Linked DNA regions of Mus musculus: region 2 is linked to region 1. Evidence: chromatin contacts called from public HiChIP or PLAC-seq data. All regions are on one chromosome and are shown on one strand. The core of a region is the stretch at or near the end of the contact, and the rest is flanking DNA. Distances in the headings are between cores, read along the strand shown.

What was found. HiChIP or PLAC-seq counts read pairs in DNA pulled down with a chosen protein or histone mark.
Region 2: a contact with region 1 is called in an H3K4me3 HiChIP or PLAC-seq map of stem cell-derived neural progenitor cells, with 4 times the contacts expected there. The contact joins the promoter of Snx7 here to the promoter of Frrs1 in region 1. A contact is called at or near these places in 1 of 39 promoter capture datasets (liver) and 2 of 115 datasets of contacts at active chromatin or transcription factors (bone marrow-derived macrophages and stem cell-derived neural progenitor cells).

Annotation. Positions count from the first base shown.
Region 1 is chr3:116,860,168-116,863,005 of GRCm38.p6, reverse strand. Frrs1 (ferric-chelate reductase 1) reads right to left here and starts at 1,326. Exons shown (of 17, transcript NM_009146.3): 1 at 1,297-1,326.
Region 2 is chr3:117,867,503-117,870,202 of GRCm38.p6, reverse strand. Snx7 (sorting nexin 7) reads left to right here and starts at 1,267. Exons shown (of 9, transcript NM_029655.3): 1 at 1,267-1,459. The coding sequence starts at 1,298.

The DNA of each region.
Region 1 (2,838 bases), core at 77-2,576:
AGTTCTCTCCTTCCATCATGTACAACCTAAGGGTTGCACTCTGGTCATCAGGTTCTCTGAACATCTCCCCTACCTTGATCCATTTACCCATTATCACCTGTCAGGGACCACTGTTGTGACCCAGAGCAAATTATTTATTCTCACTCTCACTTAGGCTTCTTATTTTTGGAGGCAGTACCAGTTTAAAAAAAAAAAAAAAAAAAAAAAAAAAAACTACTTTGTAAGAATTAAATAAAACACCTAACCAGGCACACACTATTAATCATAGTAGTCAGAAGGCAGAGGCAAGCAGATCTCTGTAAGTTTGAGACCAACCTGTTCTATAGAGAAAGTTCCAGGACAGCTAAGGCTACTTAATGAGATCCTAAGCCAGGGCTCCGGATAAAATAGCCTTCTTTCCTTGGAATCTTGCCTAGTTGTACCAACCTGAAGTAAGTGTTCTTTTCTTAGAAATGTACTATTAGCTAATAGAAACTTGTATCACATTTTCCTCCACCATTGCAGACTTACATACCTGTAGCTGAACTGAAAGTTTAAAGTTTAGCTATGTTAGGAGAAATTCCAGAAAGCACATTTGTTAGTTGAAATTTTCCCTTTGACCTTAGACATTATGGAAAGAAAAAAGGAAAGGAAAGAAAAGCGAGGGAGAGGGAGAGGGAGAGGGAGAGGGAGAGGGAGAGGGAGAGGGAGAGAAGAGAAGAGAAGAGAAGAGAAGAGCGAGACGAGACGAGACGAGAAGAGGAGGAAGAGAAGAGAAAAGAGAAGAGAAGAGAAGAGAAGAGAAGAGAAGAGAAGAGAAGAGAAGAGAAGAGAAGAGAAGAGAAAAAAAGGAAAGGAAAGAAAAGAAAGGAGAAGAGAAGAGGCTGCTGGACATGCACAGACATAAGAACACACACACACACACACACACACACACACACACACACACACGAGTAACTCGCACATGGGCAAACTATGACATTAGGTTTCAATGCAAAAGTCAAGTTTCCGTTGTTCAATTTTTCTTATGGAGCACAAATTAAAGTCAATACTTTTCGGGCCCTCATGCTCGTCTGTCCTTACAACTACCCCATTTTGGGGATTAGGGCTCTTTAGTCAAAGTCACGAGGCATATTGGGAAACTAAATCGCTAGACAGATCAAGACAACCCTGCCGGCGAGCGCAGCCCTCCTCCAGCCTCCTGACTGCCAGACCACGCAAGGTGCCTGCTCTCGCCGCCGTCGCCCAGCTAGCTCTGATTTTTATAAGCTTTACCAAGAGTCTTGACACAGAAAACTAAACAGAACGGGCTCTTACCTTGAGCAGCAGAGGCAGCCTGAGCAACTTCCGGCTTGGCTCCGGCGGGTACCGCGGAGCTGCAACTAGGCGGAGCCAGCTTACTGGGAAACCGGCAGGGAAGGCTGGCGACCCAAGCTGCCCTACCTGGTTTCCGAGCCCGGGATGGGCTTTAGGACTGCACATGTGAAACTAGAAGGGTTCTGTTTCTAAAAAATAAAAACGCTCTGCGTGTTTTTAACTCACTAGCTACTGTTGCACTGAGCAAATTACACTTTCCTTGGTTTTCTCTACCAGCCTATTTGAATGCATACCTGTTGCCTGTGACTCAAAGACAAAGGCACCTGCTCCTCCTGCCTGAGCGAGGTAGCCATATTCAGCAAATAAGTAGGATACCCAGTTCCACTGCAATTTCAGTTAGCAGTGTGAGTACTGAAGTACGCAGTACCACAGGCATGCTGATGGCTTGGTTTGGTTTGCTTTTTAATGACTGGCTAAATATAGAATTGAAGTTCACCGTGAGAATTTACAGGACCACCTCCGCCCCCTTTGTTTTTGTTTTGAGACCGGGTTTCTCTGTGCAGCAGCCTTAGCTGTGCCTCTGCCGCCTTCTGGGTTAAATGGGTGGACCACCACTCCCAGCTTTAGTCCTTCTCCCCACCCCACCCTTTTTTTTTTTTTTTTTTTTTTTTTCTTAAATCTAGCAGCACTCCACATACTATTTAGTTACCTACAAAATTTTGTAAAGAAATCGTAGCGCACAGTTTTGTTTTGTTTTGTTTTTGGTGGGGGGGGTGTGAGACACTGTTTCTCTGTGTAGCCTTGGCTGTTCTAGAACTAGCTGTGTAGACCAGTCGGGTCTCAAACTCACAGGGATCCTCCTGCCTCTGCCTCCACATTGCCAGGATTAAAGGTCTGCACTACCACCACCCAAAGTGCACAAATTATAAAAGTTGAAAGGACTCTTTCGAGATTTCTTTTTGTAAAGTACAACTTGAAATGCGTGTGGCTGTGGCTTCCCATTGTCTCTTTTTAGTCTGTGCCTTGCATTATTTTGCAAAAGAACATGTTCAGTGCTAGGGAAAAAAATCTATATCTGAAAAATGTTAACCACGTCGTCCTAACTTGGGAGGACGTGTGGGTTGGGGGAAGGATCGTGAGGCAGGCTTTGACCTGTGGTTACCCATTGCGCAACACCAGTAAATTCTTTAGATCCATTTGAAAAGAAGAGATAGGAAAGAACACCCACCTCTGAACGGCCTAGGAAGAACTGTTAACATTTAACAAACGCCCCACCCTCAACCCCACCCGCCCCACCCCCGCAGCAGCCACCGCCCCAGAAAATTAAAAGGGGGGCTTTAAGTAATGAGAGCCCAAATCTTGTTTCCAACCTAAAGCAGCTTGGGGCATTAAAACTTTTCAACTAAGTCAACTGATTTTTTCAGCTCAAAACCACAGACTTGGGGTTCAACTAGGACCCCTATAAGCCATGGTTGGCCACCTATCCTCCATAATCCAATTTTAAAAGCCTAACTAAAAAAAGAAAAATAAAAGGAGAGATTT
Region 2 (2,700 bases), core at 18-2,517, 1.0 Mb before region 1:
GAAACTGGGACCAGACTGTCATTTCACAAGTCTTACTAAAATTGATGGGACTATAGATAATTCCTGGAAGACTGGCAGAACACAGTATTTTGAGGACACCAACCATAAGGCAAAGGAACATTTTGTACATTTAAGTAGCCGGTGACCAGGCTGGATGCTATGTGGGTCATATCCTGAAACACACTGGAGGTCCTTAAATAGTTAAAAGGGGATATATTGAGGAACTGTCTCAACCAGAAATAAAAATATTTAAATTGGGAAGCTTTTTATCTGTTTCCCCTCTCTGTTTTCTTTTTTCAACCTATGTTATAATTAGCTGGCCTCAAAGTGCAAGTCCTCTTGCCTCAGTCTACCCTGTGTTGAAATTACAGTCAAGCATTCCCATATTTGGCTCTTACAGGAATCTTCATTTAGAAATTTAAAGAGAGAGAGAGAGAGAGAAAGAGAGAGAGAAGACCAAAAGGAATAAATAATAAAAATGGAAGCTAGTTCTAACATATATCAATTAGTACTCAATTTTTCATTAACTTTGAATCTATAAAAACCAAGCAATGAACAACTAAATAGTTCCAGCTTTGCACTGGCTGTATGAAAAGGCATGCAAGATTGTTTCTTTCTCCTTGCAATACCCAGGGCTGCTGGCAGACCTTGGAGCTTGGAAACATTCTTGCACATTAACTTCAGGAAGAGTTCCAGGAGAAAGCTATGTTAGAAAGTAGCTGAAAATAATTGTTCAGCCTCAGCTTCCTTAACTCGACAGTAAAAGGACAACAAAATCCAATCGATGGGAAAAAACAAACAAACAAACAATTGAAAACCAGGAGGTTCAGATGTCTTTAATTTTTGCATTAGTCTCTGTAAAGACAGACTTGAGAATGGGAAAAAAAGTCACAACCTGGGAAAAGGGCACTTTTCAGAACAGGAAATCAAGCTGGGTCAGCTGGTTGTGTATATAGATCCTGCCACTTCACGCACAAACCTGGTGGCCCTTGGCTGTGTCAGGGCGAGAACACCACCTCCTGTCCTCTGTATCTCCATGGCCCACCCTGGCGGTGTTCCTAGAGTCAGAATTTAAAAGTCGGGCTGTAGATCTGAGCCAGGTTGTGGCTGGGCAGGCCCCACCGCTCTCCCGCCCCGGCCCGGCCCGGCGCCGCGGGCTCCCGCAGTTCCGCGTCTGCGCACGGCCGAGGGGCAGGAGCTGGGCTGGCCAGGGAGGCGCAGGGCGCCTCGGGAGCCAATGGGCGCGCGCGGGGGAGCCGGGCTGGCAGAGGCGGCCGGCTGGGCGCGCACTGCCGGGATGGACGGCGAGCGCCTGGCGTCGGGCTCCTCGGAGCTGGCGGTCGGGGAGAGCCCGCGGGGCGGCGCCCCGATCCCGAGTGGCAGCGGTTCCTGCAGCCTGCTGCAGGCCGATGTGCTGGATCTGGACGAGGACGAGGACGACCTGGAGGTGTTCAGTAAGGTGAGGGCAGGGGACGTGGCCATGGCCGTGGTGGCGGGGACTGCCTGTCCAGGGAAAGTTCCAGGGTGACTCAACTCTCCAATGGAGCTGGAGCTGGGGACAGTACCTCCAAGGCTGAACTAGTCGTTCCCTCCTCTTCACTTTTATCAGTGGCAGGGCCAAGGCTCATGGAGTCTGAAAAGTTCTGATTTTTTTTTTCTCTCTTCGTCTTTCCATTTTTCCTTGCTTGACAGCGACATTCCTCACCGTGTGCGGGTGGCCTGAAACTGCTTCTCCCTCCCCCCCCCCCAGCTCCTCCCCCTCCCCTAGGCTTCTTGACAATCCTAAAGTCCAGGAGAGCAATTGTGATTGCCTTAGTGCAGGGAGGTGGTTTTTGATTTACTGTTGTTATGTGTAAATGGGAGAGTTGAGTCACATTCTAAGAGAGTCTGGAAACCTGTGACCATTGGGTGTAGAAATCCTTTCAGGATTGAGAAAGCCTAGCCTCTACCACAGGCACAGCTGAAGACTTTAAATTGGGCAGTTATTCTGGTCCAACCCTCAGCTCCAGTCTGCATATTTCCTTCCCATTTGCCTTGGAAATCTAGCCTCAAAGGCGCTCCCTGGCTAGTGATATAATTAGACAGAAATGGACATACCGGCAGTAGTGGTAGACTTGATGCAAACTTGCCCTTCCTGAAAGTTGGAAACAACAACAAAAAAATACCTTTCTTTTGGCACAGTCCCAGTGTCACAGCAGTTTTTCAAAAGTGCTCAGTGGGAACATTGGATCAATGACTATTCAGTAGTGACATGTTGCCTTGAGATGTTACATGAGCCCACCAACTTAAAACTGTTAAACAGAAGTTAGCAAGTAACCAACACCCTTGGACTCCAGTGCGGAGCTCACAAACATCGTTTTGCACCCCTAGAGCATGTGAGATTGGACACCCAGTTGCATTCTAAGTAGATGGTATATCAGTTATGTGTGCTTAGTCTTTCTTTGTATTTGAATTATAAAACTGGGATTATTTCACATTTAGTTTCAATACTATCAAATTTTAATATCAATGTGTGTGTTTATGCACTCATACCTTTGCGTGCATACATACTCTCCTTTGTGCACAATTGGAGATCAGAGCTCAGCCACCATGTGGGGTCCAGGGGATTGAATCCAGGTCAACGGGTCCCATAGCAAGCACCTTACTGAGCCATCCAGAGTCCCAATACTGTTTTTTTTTTCTTTTCTTTTCTTCATTATA